Linked DNA regions of Mus musculus: region 2 is linked to region 1. Evidence: chromatin contacts called from public Hi-C data. All regions are on one chromosome and are shown on one strand. The core of a region is the stretch at or near the end of the contact, and the rest is flanking DNA. Distances in the headings are between cores, read along the strand shown.

The links. Hi-C and Micro-C count contacts between places; a contact is called where the count stands out from the background.
Region 2: a Hi-C map of myocytes shows a contact between it and region 1, with 4 times the contacts expected there. The contact joins two enhancer-like sites. A contact is called at or near these places in 1 of 39 promoter capture datasets (the C10 cell line), 13 of 484 Hi-C or Micro-C datasets (the Ba/F3 cell line, the G1E-ER4 cell line, the HPC-5 cell line and 6 more), 6 of 115 datasets of contacts at active chromatin or transcription factors (cardiomyocytes, embryonic stem cells and large pre-B cells) and 4 of 9 other capture datasets (adipose tissue, embryonic stem cells, liver and 1 more).

The regions. Positions count from the first base shown.
Region 1 is chr10:41,978,330-41,985,703 of GRCm38.p6, forward strand. It overlaps Armc2 (armadillo repeat containing 2), which reads right to left. Exons shown (of 18, transcript NM_001034858.3): 6 at 2,192-2,268. Among named protein-coding and RNA genes, the nearest start is that of Gm33058, 23 kb to the left of the region's middle. Within about 2 kb of position 2,597, at least 66 of the 459 cell types and tissues checked have an H3K27ac peak or open chromatin away from gene starts, as enhancers often do. A contact at or near this core is called in myocytes, where this site is marked.
Region 2 is chr10:42,174,948-42,182,321 of GRCm38.p6, forward strand. Foxo3 (forkhead box O3) reads right to left here. Exons shown (of 4, transcript NM_001376967.1): 4 at 6,898-7,374. Among named protein-coding and RNA genes, the nearest start is that of Gm38485, 96 kb to the right of the region's middle. Within about 2 kb of position 3,589, at least 27 of the 459 cell types and tissues checked have an H3K27ac peak or open chromatin away from gene starts, as enhancers often do. A contact at or near this core is called in myocytes, where this site is marked.

The sequences.
Region 1 (7,374 bases), core at 1,347-3,846:
CCATCTCAAAAAATATGGTAAAGGGTTCGAGAAAAAGACTCTGACATTGAGCTGTGGCATCATCTATTGGAGTAGGAACCTGCTCTAACACATCAAAACCCCAAATTACTAGAAATTCAGGCTTTAAATCCATGTGGTCTTAAAAAAAAAACAAAAAACCAAAACGAAACCCCTACACAGTGTGCTTTTCAATGTAAAGCTGAGCGATCAACTAGTTCCCCAGGAAGAGTGAAATCAGTCAACATGCTCCCCCCAGGAAGAAATGATTATCAAGATGAGTCAGAAATCACCCAAGTTTAGTTACCTCCAGACCCTTCTGAGACTTCTCAGACTCATTTTGAGAAGTTAGCTAAACACTGTGGTATAAGAATTTCTTCTCGGTCGTCTCCCAGGAATCCCCACTAATGTGGTTGTGTCTTGCTATGGCCTTGCTTCTGTATCCCCATGTGGTCCTCACTGCCCCCATCACCTCCATTCCATACCCTATCCCCAGTGAATTCTAGAAACTGAAGCATGTCTACAAACACACAGTGTGGCCCAGTCTTGGGGAACAACTTCAAATTTTAAAAAGGACTTTCATCTAGGTTCACTGCTTGCTAAATATAAAAATAATGATTCAACAGGAAAATTGGGTAAGTCAGGCAAGAAATACTGCCTGTTTTTGAAGATTCTGCTGTCTCCGTGGTTATAGCTGTTAACCACAGCTTTCAGCTTTGGACCCAACAGCTTGATACATTGTTAGCATTGGCTGGTGTTTTTAGCATGCAAACGTAAACCCCTTAGCAACAATGTTGTCTAGGGAATTGGAAGGCTTAGATTCTCCTGAGTTCTAGATACATTGCAGGTGACCACTAACTGTCTCCTTACTGGTGAGGGGCTAGTTTGAAGATAACATCTTTTACACGGTGCTAGATTGATATCATTTATCATCATTTTTTATTTTTGTTGAGACAAGGTCTTACTGTAGCTCAGAATGGCCTGCAATTCATAACCCTGTCTCTGTTTCCAAAATGTTCAGATTATAGATGTGTACTCATAGAGCCCGACATAAACTTTTGTGTGAAATGAAAAAAAAAAACTATGAAGAATATAACAGACACTGTCCTACCCTGAATAGTTTGGTTCAATGCTAATAATGTGCTACGTTTGTATCTTTTTATTTTAAAGACAACAACAACAACAAAAACCTTGAAGGCTTAAAACCTTCTTATGCCTGCCTTATCTAGATCCTTCCCCATGGGGGGGGGGGTCACCAGCCTTTGAAATGGGGGTGACAGCATGTTTGTTTTTCTAGGTGTGACACAGAGCTCCCTAACTCTTGTTTCCACAACTTAAGGTTTCACCTGCTGCTTGTGTTGTACAGTCAATGTTACAATGTTACAGTGTTACAATGTTACAGTGTTACAATGTTACAGTGGTATAGTGTAACAAATGTTCCCTGGCTCATTTTTCTCACTGCCTGACTTTGCACCATTTCTAACCATTGGTCTGTATTATTTCATATTTCCTCAGGCAGAATAAAGTCCCTAAAGGGCTTTCATAATATAGTTTCATTTAATGTAACAGACAGCTGTCCTACCCTGACTAGTTTGGTCCAATGTTAACAATGTGCCACATTTGTATCTTTTTCTTTATTTTAAAGACAAAAACAAAAAACAAAAAATCTTGAAGAATTAAAACCTTCTTCATTTAAGTGGGCAATGCTTTTGAACTTAAGTTTAGATTTACACTGATATTAAATCTGCACACAAACCCTCCAGATACCTTCAAGCTATAATTTCTGTGAGTTTCTGTCTACATTGAAGGCAGCAGACCTGGATACTGGTTTAAGACGGCAGTGAAAAATGAAAACTTAGAAAACAAATGGTTTCTGAGCAAGTTGGATCCAGTTCCTGAAGTTGTCGAACAGAGTTACTAAGGGCTCGGTGTGGCACTCTAGACTCTCCTTGACTTCCACCTAACATTTGTCTTTGAAAAACAAGTCACACTGTTTAACAGCACAAAGATCTTGAGAATGAAGGATGCTGAAGGCGGAGAGGCACACTCACCTGCTCTGGATGCTGAAGGCGGAGAGGCACACTCACCTGCTCTGGATGCTGAAGGAGGAGAGGCACTCTCACCTGCTCTGGATGCTGAAGGAGGAGAGGCACTCTCATCTGCTATGATGCTGAGGGCAGAGAGGCACACTCACCTGCCCTGGTTTCCTTCCTGCTCAGGTCTGAGCTGCTAGGGCACGAGGAGGCCCTGGCACGCCGTTTCCCAGGGTCCCTAGGAGGAAGAGCAATGGATGAGACACAGAAGTATTTTCATTTTTATAAACTGCAATTTGTTCATGTCAGGCTTGGAAGAAACTACAGAGACTAGTTTAAGAGATGGGTTTGGTGCCCATTTGTCTGCTGTCACCTGCCTTTGCCTCCTAAGATTTATCTGTGAGAACACAAGTCTGCTGGCTTAACAGTATGAAATATAACACTGGAAAGAACCAAAAATAAAAAATAAATTTAAAAATCCAAAATTGACTGGGGGGTGAGGTAGTAGTGGTAGTGGTGGTTGTTGTTAATGATATGGACCACAAGAGGCCGCTGTTACAACAAGAAACAGAGGAAGAAAACCAGCCAAGGGAAAGCCAGCTTGCTCTGTCCAAGGTCACATGAGCAGGGTCAGCTCTGGAATGCGGAGCTCGGGATTTTTCAACCCACTGTTCTTTCCACTGCACCACAGCACGTCCCATTCCCACTTTAAAACTCAAGTCAATTAATAGTCTCTAAAAATACTCTTAGAAATATTTTAAATGTTAAAAATAAAAAAGTAGACAGTGTATTTGGGCAGTCCTCAGATGAGAAGCGTACGAGTAGCCTGGCTAGCTATGGAGGCACTTGACTCTGCTGCCTGGCTTCCCCACTTACAGCTGACCTGAAGGTATTGCCTTTTAAAGATCTGTATAAATTCCCAAGGTCACTCAGGCTAAAATGGCAAGTCTGACACAATTTCTTTTTGATAATTCCACACACTGATTTTAATAATATTAACAACAATAATCTAAATAATAATAAATATATAAGTTATTATCATTTTGTTTTTGTTTTTGTTTTGTTTTTCAGACAGGGTTTCTATGTGTGGCCCTGCCTGTCCTGGAACTCACTCTGGAGGCCAGGCTGGCAGCAGACTCACAGAGATCCTCCTGCCTCTTCTCCTGAGTGCTTGCCCTTGGTCTTTACTCCACCACCACCCCCCTGCCCCAGATTTAGCCTCTTCACATAACTTTTAGTATTTTTTTTCCCTGTCAACATGTTTTTGGTTTTGTTTTTAAAGTCCAGATGTTTCTCTTTGTCATAAAATAGGGAAACTTGGTAGGACCAATTAAAACAAAAAGGCTCTAATTTTCTGAAACAACTGAATTTTTGCAGCAAGATGTTCCTAGCCAATAAAACAGAGAACATGAAGACAAATTCCCTCAAAGACAGAACAAAAGGACTCAATCCATGGAAAGATTGTCGAAGCAAGACTTCATGAGTTACACGAGAGCAGGGCAGTGGTGGCACACGCCTTTACTCCCAGCACTCAGGATGCAGAGGCAGGAGGATCTTTGAGTCCGAGGCCAGCCTGGTCTGCAAAGTGAGTTCCAGGACAGCCAGGGCTACACAGAGAAGCCCTGTCTTGAAAAACCCAAACCAAAACAACAACAACAAAAAGTTACATGAGACCCTATTTGAACAAAACCAACCCTACACCCTGCCCCCTCCCCCAGCGGATTCACACAGTTAATGGTTGATGGGAGAGGGGGAGAAATTGTCTTCTGTGATGTAGCAATGGGTAAGGCATCCAGACTCCTATAAACAAACCTTCATCCACACTTCTAGCCAACCCTAATGGAACTCACTGGGACACACACACACACACACACACACACACACACTCATGCACACTTACACGCACGTGCACACTCACATATGCTCAACAAGAGTGGGAGGGGGGACGAGAGAGGGTAATGGAGGTGAAACGAAAAAAAAATCCATCAGATACGGGCATGACAATTGTCATGGAACCCATTATTATCTGTAACTAATAGATGCAAATAACAGGGCTGTTGAGGTGGCTCAAGGTGAAACGGTGCTTGCCCTGCAAGCCTGGTGACCTAGGTTTGATTCCCAGAATGCACATAAAAGTGGAAGGGGAGAACCAACTGCACAAAGTTGTCCTCTGCCCACTAGATACTGTGGCAGGAGTACACATCTATCAGAACACACAAAATCCTAAAATTAAAACAAACAAACAAACAAACAAAACTTCAATGGGGTGGAAAGCAAGGAAGTTCCTATATTTTTAATTTCTAGATATAACCTGACATTTTTAAGATCAAGAGTTTCATTTCTGTGTGTGTACGCGTGTGTGCATACGTGCATACATGTGTGTGTACACACGTGCATACATGTGTGTGTGCACACATGCACATGCATATATGTGTGTGTGTCCCTTTAATAAACACTGAAATCTAACAAGACAGTTTTCAGCTCACAGACCCACCCCTGCCCCCACCCAGTGCCTGTCCACTCTCCCTGAGACATGGCCAGGGGTAAGGCTGCCTCCATGACACCTCATCTGTGCCACCTCCCTTCTAGAAAAGAATGAAAAGGACAATCGGTATGCACAGGCTTGGCAGTGTTGCTCCCCGAGGCTGCCAAGAAAAGATGGACTTGGGACCCACTGCCATCGTACACAGTCATCATGGTTTGGGGGACACTGAGTTCATATCCTAGGTCAACACTCACAGCCTGTGACCTCGGGAAGACTACCAGGCTTTGGTTTCCCCTCCTAAATCTACTGCAATGCTTCGGTTTCGGGTGTCAGCCAGCTCACTGAGGGGACTTGGCGAGTTGTCAGCACTAGTTCATTTCTTTTGAGCCCATAAGCACCTAGGGGAGCAAGCAGAGGTGGATATGGGCCCAGAAGATGTTTTTTCCAGTGAGGATAAAAATCTACCTTAACGGAAAAGTGCAAAAGACTTTGAGAGTATGCTGAGGAGAAAGGACCGCACAGCGGGAAGGATGGACTATAAGTGCCCTTTAAAGGAGTAGAAATGGAACTAGCAACTGACAAGCTGTCCCAGAAAAATGAGTGCATGAGAGTTTGATACGCAAGGAGGGGCTCGCTCGGACCTGGTGAGGTAGGTAGGAAGAGGTTCTGCTGGGAAGTCTGGGAACAGCTGTGGACCTGTGGGATTTGCTGTGGACCCTTAAGTGATAGCCAATAAGAAACGTACAGCTTCTTACTCGAGGATGTGACATGAGGCATGGGGTTTGGGGCCGCGATGACAGAGCATTCAAGAGAAAGAATGAGCGACCATGATCCCAGGATCATTGTGGGACTGGAAAAGATGTGAAAAGTTACTGCAACATGGGGCTGATTTTAGCATCTGAAGAGCAGAGTGTAGACCCGGAGGACCTGGAAAGCAGGTTCCTACCAGAGAAATGGTGAGGTTAACGGGGACAGTTTACAGGGTCAAGCAATGTAGGGTTTTGTCTGCTTGAGTTTCTGATGCCAGGTGTCGGTCGGGGCGTATCATCGACAAAGATGTAGAGATCAGAGAAGGTTTAAATTACCACCCAGGACCAGAGACACAGAAGAGGGGCTTGGACCTGGAGACCCCAGGTCTCCAGGGCGTTTGTGAACATGGACAAAGGCATCAAGCAGGAAGAAAGAAATGTATTTGTTACATGCAGGGAAAGAGGACTCAATCGAGGATGGGGTCACAAAAGCTGGGGACCGAGGAAAGAGGTGCTGTCTGCCCAAAGCATGTTGCTGTGTATCCACTGAGCCATGCTGGTGAAGCCCTGCAGGAGTGGGCAGAAAAGATGGGTACCAAGAAAAGAACAGCTCAGGAGGCGGAGGCAGGAGGATTTCTGAGCTCAAGGTGAGCTACTTTCACTGTCTCATGGAAGAGAACGGAGGGAAAATCCCGAGGATGGGAGGGAAAATCCCTCGGTCACTGTAGAGGAAGAGGAGCAGATGTGCTCCACGCAACTTGCACCACTGACTGAAACCACACAGAACACATTTTTCTCTTCCTCCTAGAAACCCTTTAAATATGTGAAGATGCCACCCTCATCTCTTCACACCTTCTCCTGTGGCTTACGCCCCCCTGACAGCTGTGTGGTTGTGGGTACATTTTATTTTAACTACAAGTAGGTTTCCTCATCTGTACAGAAGGGTGGTGAGTCACGGTGCTCCCATCACAGTGCTCCCACCTTGAGGCTGCTGGAAAGACAGAATGATCTGGAGCATGGCAGTCATCAATATGTGTTTGCTAACATGCTCACTACTCAGTCCTGAGCCCTTCAAATGCTTGTGGGCCCATTTGTTTACAGTCAGTCTGTTTTATGTCCCTATAAAAGGACACTAGCTTTGAGCTCACATTGTGGCCAGAGAAGGGGGGGGGTATTTTAAGCGATGCAGCCTGGTGCCACGATAGCTGTTTCGAGGGTCACAAACCACTACTAGTTAACTCCCATTTCTTCCATGTGCAGCTAAGGCAGATGCCCCACACACTTCAGACCTTCGCATCGTTATTAAATTCCGGCATTGTGTTGGCAGTGATTTCCTGCCTATCAGATGTATCTGGGTCCCAGTTCAGTCGTCCAGAAAAACTGTTCTTCCCTGCTTACTGCTCCATGTTATTAAACAACATTATTAAATTTTTCTCAATGATTTTTTTTTGATGTGTCCAAATTAAAAAAAAAAAATCCGGAAATTAGTCATTGGGCTCTTTGGTGAAATTCTTTTTAGAGGCAGAAAACCACCATTTTCATTAGTTAGGTCATCCGTCTACAGATGGAAACCTAATTCCCAAGGACTTAGAACACCAGTGCCGGTGGCTGGTTCACACAACCCTGGAGGAGTTGGTGGTAAGGAAGGATCAAGGGCGTTGGCTCTACACCTCTGCCGTGCCCTTAGCTCTGCCCTGGCTGCAGGCTGAAGTCCATGTGAGAACAATTTGGTTTTCCCAGGGCTTCTCCTCTGCATCTCTCAAGTTTCAGGAGATATACAGTTTTCTGTTCCCTGTTGCTGCCAAGAGTCTTACATTGCACTTAAAATACTAGAACCAACTCTGGCAGGCAATGGCATACAAAGGCTGACAGATCCCTGCAGCCCATGAATGGATGGTGCAGTCAGTCGGACTGGCCACACTACTCCTGGACCATAACTATGCCAAGGAAATAAAATAATAGCTCTTTAAAATATCTTAAACATATAGATTTTGCTATAATTCAAGACAGTTCTTCTAGTTATTAGGATGACAGTTCTTCAATTAGGAATCAGCAAATGCTTTCTTAATGGACCAGCTAGTATTTTATATATTTTACAATTAGGGAGCCA
Region 2 (7,374 bases), core at 2,339-4,838, 200 kb after region 1:
TCCATCCAACCCCGTTTGTCCTCCATCTCACCTCCTCCATCCCCATCTCATCCCCTACCTCCTCCATCTCACCCCCTTTGTCCTCCATCTCACCCTTTCCATCCCCATCTCACCCCCTGCCTCCTCCATCTCACCCACTTTGTCCTCCATCTCACCCCCTGCCTCCTCCATCTCACCCCCTCCGTCCTCTATCTCATCCCCTGACTCCTCCATATCACCACCTCTGTCCTCTATCTCACCCCCTGCCTCCTCTATCTCACCCCCTTTGTCCTCCATCTCACCCCCCTCCATCCCCATCTCACCCCCTGCCTCCTCCATCTCACCCCCTCCGTCCTCTATCTCACCCCCTGCCTCCTCCATCTCACCCACTTTGTCCTCCATCTCACCCCCTGCCTCCTCCATCTCACCCCCTCCTTCCTCTATCTCATCCCCTGACTCCTCCATATCACCACCTCTGTCTTCCATCTCACCCCCTGCCTCCTCCATCTCACCCCCTTTGTCCTCCATCTCACCCCCTCCATCCCCATCTCACCCCCTCAGCCCTCCATCCATCTCCATGTCCCTAAGTCTCCTGCCAACAAACTAGAGCATCAGGCTCAGCTGACTGCACCACTGCTGGGCTAGATGGTTTGTTTTGTTTTGTGTTGTTTTGTTTTGTTGTACGTGGCTCGTTTTTCCTTGTCCAAATACAGAGCCCTTGCCAATATCCATTTTCTTCTAGTACAAGATGGTAGTGACTTAACTCCCAGTATTGTCCCTCAGTGTGTAGCAGACAGTGAGTGGAGCCCTGGAAGAGGCTCTGGATCCTGGGCACAGTCTGGAGGGAGGCAGTGGATTAGAGTCAGCAGGGTGGGAGTGACAAGGAGCTCTTCTTGTTTATGGATGTGGCCAAACAGGGCTCTGTGTGTGTATCCTCCACTCCCATCCCTCTCTCTTCCTCCTGTCTCATCTATATCTTCATCCAATCTCCATCTCTTCCATCTCGTCCCATCTCCATTTCCTCTATCTTCACCAACTCCATCTCTGTCCCCATCTTCTCTATCCTCATCTCCATCTCCCTCTCTATCCCCATTCTCAACTGCATCCTCTTTTACTTCTGCCTCAGTTTCCCTTCTGGAGATCTAACATTGTCATTCAGCAGCTTCCTCACTCAAAGCAGCACCTGTGGCCTGAACACATGTCTGATGGTCCATCTGTGGCTCAGATACATGTCTGATGGTCCATCTGTGGCTCAGATACATGTCTGATGGTCTAAAGTATGTGCTCTCTATGACCACCTTACAAGGAAGACGTTGCAGATGGGGAAACTCGTGAGGAAGTTGAAATAATTTACTCAGTGTCCAGTATGACTACTGCTGTGATGAAACATCATGATCAAAGCAACTTGGGGGAGAAAAGGGTTTGTTTGGCTTTCTTACTCATATGACCATCATTGAAGGAAATCAGAACATGAACTCAAACAGGGCAGACACCTGGGGGCCAGAGCTGATGCAGAGACCACTGAGGAGTGCTGCTTATGGTTTGCTCCTCATGGCTTGTGTGGTGGCTACTCCCAGTTGCCAACTCGACTCTTATCTGGAATGAACTACAATCCAGAAGTGGAGGGCACACCTGGAATCCAGATCTTGAGGCTTGAAGACACAGGCTTTTGATCCAGATCTTGACGTGGGATAGCACAGGTTTTTTGACCTGGATCTTGAAGCATAGTGGTCATGAAAAGTTTAGGCCCATGAAAGGTAATATACACCTTCAATCCCAGCAGATGAGCAGATCTCTTAGTTCAAGGCCAACCTGGGACAGCAAATTCCAACTAAAGAACACCTTAGATACGGGTATGGTGGTACACACCTTCAATCTGGGCCATCCCTTCTGCTGGAGGCCTACATAAGGACAATGGAAGAAGGAAGTGTTCATTCTTCATTGCCTGCTTGCTCTTACTTGACAGCACATCAGTTGGAACCTACTTCTTCAGGACAACAGCTTATGCAGAGACCAACTGAAACACCTAACCTCATGGGACTGAGCAACTCCTCGATTCTTGGGCTCCCCATTCACAGCTGCCCACTTTTGGATTAATTGGTCTGCAGGCCATAAGTCATTCTAACAAGTTCCCTTACTATATAGAGGCACCCAGGAGTTCTGTGACTCTAGACAACCCTGACTAATAAGGCTTGCTTAGCCTGCTTTTCTTAGAGCACCCAGGACCACCTGCCTTGGGGTAGCACCACCCACAATGGGCTGGGCCAACCTCCATAATCACTAATTAGCAAATTTTCCTACAGGTTTGCCTCCAGCCCGATCTTATGGAGGCATTTTCTCAATTGAGGCTTCTTTCTCTCCAGTGACTCCAGCTTGTATCAAGTTGACATAAAATTACCCAGCACACTCAGAGAACATGGTTGTAGTCGGCAGACCAGGAGAAGAAATACATCATTTGAAGTTCTTTCCCAGGACACTTTAGTCTCTTAGATCTTGACTGAGTCTGTGGTACCCAGCATGGAGGAAGCCAACTGTGACTGTGGCTCTCACCAACAGAGCCTCGAGACCACCAAAGAAAAGGAGAGCAGAAGGACCTTACAAACTGGCTACCTCTCATTCTTCATTAGTATCTAATCAAACTATTCTAATGGATTCATTAATGTTTGATTCGTTTTTATGTATGCTTAAAAAAATAACACTTTTTATTTTATAAGCATTGACTGGTGTTTTGCCTGCATGTGTGTCTGTGTGAGGGTGTTGGGTCCCCGGGAACTAGAGTTACATGTAGTTGTAAACTGTTGGGAACTGAACCCCAGTCCTCTGGAAGAGCAGTCAGTGCTCTTAACTGCTGAGCCATCTCTCCAGCCCCTTTGCTGTATGTTTTTATAGAGTAAAAATGATCCATCACTCATGGAGAGAGGGTCTGCAAGACATGAGTCCTGGGTGGAGGGTTCGCTCAGCACTTGCTGGAAGGGCCTGCAGACTTCTGGGCACTCTCGTGGCATCTCTGTGACCCTGCTTCTATCTTGCCAAGGACATTAGTCATCGTCAAGCTAGACGTCGAGGTAGGGCCAGGCTAGAGTGGCTCCTGTTTCACTGCAGAACTCTCTGCTAACTCTGGCTGCGCAGTCCACAAGTCTGGTTGTGGCTTGTTTCTACTCCAGCTCCTTGTCTAAGGCAGCTGTGGGTCCCGTCTGTGTCGCCAACAGGCTGTGAGAGGGAGTTAGCATTTCTCCTTTGGAGGAGCAATGTCTCTGCCTATCGGGAACAGGAACCAGTGAGCACCTGAGGGCTCCCAGCCTCAGGAATACCTGCTGAGCCTTTGGGAACAGGCTGGCTCTGAAGGCTGGCAGATAGTTCCCCCCACCTCCAACCTCACCGGAGTGCTCAACTCTCAAGTACAGCAGAGTCATCTTCCATCTGCGTGTGCGGTTTGGAGCCAAGGAGACCAGGCAAGTTTCTTCTGGGGTGATAGTGTCCCTCTGGAATTTTGGGAGATGAGAAAGCCCAGCTGTGAGGTTAGGCTGCCAGTCCTGAGGCATGCAGGCCAAGCTGGTGGTGTGAGGGGGAGGAGACTGTTGCCAGACCGGATGGACAGGTTGCCAGCCAGGGACTTCCTTGTGTGGCATGTAACAACCTGATGGCTCAGAATACCTTACTCTTCCTAGTAGTGTTAGGTGATCATGAAGCGTCCCTTGAGTCTTCCATCCTTATCCACGCTTGTCCCTTGATACGCATTTGACCCTTACCTTAGGTGCGGACTTGAAGAGGTTTCCAGGGTAGAGGGAAACAAGGCTTTGTAACTTGTCCCTTTTTTTTTTTTTTTGGTTTTTCGAGACAGGGTTTTGCTCTGGCCGTCCTGGAACTCACTTTGTAGACCAGGCTGGCCTCGAACTCAGAAATCCACCTGCCTCTGCCTCCCAAGTGCTGGGATTAAAGGCCTGTGCGCCACCACGCCCGGCTTTCTCATGCATTTTTAATGTCTGTATAATACTCCTTTGTTCGGATCGGGCACTTCCTTATTATGGTATCTAAGATGCTAGCAGGGAGAAGTTAAGGAGGCTATGAGGACAGTGTTGCCACGACACCAGACATTTGGAGGTCACACAGTGCTTAAGCAGTGTGGCGACCTCATTATCCCCACCTTTTAGTCCCCAACACCCTGCTCCCATTGTATTATCTGATCCAGGCTCAGGAGTCAAAGCCACTCTACCCCGTCTTTGAAGCTATCTTTATACAAGTAATAATACACTCCTTTAATGAGTTACAACAGTATATAAAGTGAATTGCTGACAGCAAAACCCTCTTGCCATCCTCCCCCAGGCTCCATTGCAATGTGTCTCCTAAAGTCTGGGTCACAGCTGCTCACGGCTAGAAAGAGGGATGTGAGTGATTGGTGGTTCAGGCACTTGAGACCTACTACTCTGACGGGCCACAGAAACAGTGCTTCTCTGGGTGCCATGTTATTATGGCTTCTTATTTCAGCTCCCTCCTACGTTCTGCCAGAGGGCATCGTAGGCCTTGCATTTCTGAAGGCCAGCTTTGCTCACGTCTTCACCCTGCCAGTTCCTACTCTATGGGAAAGGTGAAGTCCCTTGGTCTGGACACTTCGGCAGCCCACTTTCTCGTTGGAGTTTCGGTTGCTTGAAGCACACTAAGTCCCAAGTATGCCCACTCCTTACTCTCTCCTGAGCCCGAATTAGCCTTCACTTGTCGCCTGAGTTATATCAGCTCGAAAGTCCAGCCACCTGTCCTTGCAACCGTCTGTCCTTCCAGTTGGGTTATTGGCTTCCTGTGCCGGTCCCACTCTCTCTCCTCCACGTTCCACTCTTCTGTGGCACTCGTGGAACTCATTCACTGAGGAAATCACCGGGCTGGGCCTGAATATTTCAGTTCAGCCCCTTTAGCTCATCTTACTACGGAAAGCAGGATGCACCAATCCAAGACAGGCACCAGCTCTTCTCTTCAGACAGAGAAGCGCGTTTGCTGCATCAAATCTCCAGGAGGTAAAAGCAGCTGAGCCATTAGCTTGCGCCAGAACCTAGGCAGAACCTCGGGCATGCGCACAACTCCATCAGGGTTTCAAGCCGACAGCATTAAATGTCTACATCCTTTAAAAAAGGTTATTTATTTATTTTTATCTGTGTGTTTGCCTGTGTACCGTGTGCACATTTGGTACCTGAAGAGGCCCGGTCCCCTGAAATGGAGGTTACCATGTTGATGCTGGAAATCAAAGGTCACCAGGAAGAGCAACAGGTGTTTTTTTTTTTTTTTCTTCTTCTTTTTCTTTTCTTCTTCTGAGCCATCTCACCAGAACCAACTTTTACATTCTTGTTCTTCTTTTTAAATAATTTATTGAATTTTACTTTATGTGCATTGATGTGAGGGTGTCGGATTTCCTAGGACTGGAGTTATAGACAGTTGTGAGCTGCCATGTGGGTGCTGGAAACTGAATTTGAGTCCCCTGGAAGCCACTGCTCTTAACCGGAGCCATCGCTCCGCTCTAGCCCTCTACATTCTTGATAAGGAAAATCTAGAGGAAGTTGTTCCTCTAGACCCGAAAGTGTGTGGGTTTTTGGCCCAGGGCCATTGCTCTCTTCACTGGAAAGGGTCCCGTGAGTGTTCCCTCTTTGCCCCTATGCCTCTTTCCTGCTGAGCTGAGAGACGCTCGGAGCACCATGGGCTGCTCCCCACCAAAGCCAGCTGCCTGCCTACCCCTCCATACTTCCCAGGAGCTGTTGTGTGTTCGGCAGCTCTGGGATATGATCTGGATGGTATGTGTCCAGGGAGCCTTTGATAGCTGAAAGCCTTGCCCAGGCTATCAGACTAGCAATTATTATAGACTCAGATTTTCCTTCTAAATCAGATGTGGAGGCAGGGCCACACCCAGTCCTGGTGCTGCACCGGGGCAGAGAAGGAACATCACACCTAGTACATATCCCAGCCAGGGCCGGGACTAAGTCAAGGTTCTCTTGGGGCTGCCACAACGTCTGGCTACTGCCACACAGAGACTCAGTGATCACTAATGGGATTTTAACTCGCTGTTGGCCAAATTTTAGCCTGGCTTTGAGAACTCAGTTTTAAGCAACTGGCATTAGATGTCTCATGTTTTGGGAACAGAATCCTGATGCACAGGTATTGAAAATGCCTCTCCCAGTTGGATGCCAGAGATGTTAAGGGCTTTCCCTTTGTATGGGATCAACACAGACTGAATGTGGGGTTTATCCTGCCTCTAAAGACAGCTCATCCCAAAGGTCCAACTTACAAATCTTCCACCTCTTTAAACTGAAATCTGAACCACCCTACGTCTTAGACCCTTTAAACCAGCTTCTGGGTTGTTTTTGTTTTCTAAATGCAGCTCATTTTTAGAATATAGGCATTAAAGGATGAAATTATCCAGACAACTAAGGATTGTTTGACGCTGTTCTGTTCCTTCCTATAGCACTGGCAAGGCCAGGCGGGAGTTAGCATAGATGCAGTGAGTGTTGGTTGTGTTGCCACTGGAGAAGAAGCCTGGAGATGGTGTCTGGTGGTCAAGTGTGCGGGAGGGAGGGCCCCAGTGATGGTCCATGGATATTCACGGGACTCACACGAGGAGGACCTCCCTCTTCAGGCCCAGTCACCCCAGGAAAGCAGTGTCTGATCCTCACTTTCATGTTTAACTGCCCCTCTGGGGCTCTGGGGGCAACACACAGCAAGCCCAGCATGACAACTCTGTAAATGTGTCTTATTAAATCGTCTGCGTGGCTCTGGAGGTCAGGAGTGGGCTGCAGAGTTTACTACGCTCATTTAGTTTAGATTACGGGTCTCTGCCTCTCCCAGGCTGGGAAGAGATCCCACGGGAGGACTGCCTCACAAACCCAACCATCTCTTTCCTGGGGGGAACAGGACAATGATGACAGACTCCTGGGCATGAGATAGAGTGTCACCAAAGCTTTATTTACATGCGTCATCATCTCTTTTACAAACTAGATTATGGTTTTAAATGGAATACACAGGCAATATCTACAAACGCCACGGGAAGTACGCACCTCCATTCCACCGGGAAGGGGCAGATTCCCAAATCAAACTGGTTTTGATCCTTGAGAAGAAAGGCGGCAGAGCTAACTCACGGCAGCGTATGGTTAGACAAGGTCCTCAGTACCCAGAATGCAGCAGGATTGCGTCTGCCTCAAACCAGACGACCAACTGCTGCAGGTGTTTAAACATGGCCACGCGCCACACGAAATTCTAGTTTGTGTGGGGTAGAAGCAAGAAATCAAAACAGGCCATTTTTACAGGTAATGTGTACAGAGGTTGTTTTCATTCATGCAACTTTTTTCTTAAAAAAAAAAAAAAACCCAAAAAACGTTAACCACGTGAAGCCTAAATGCACAACACACTTTTCAGTATTCA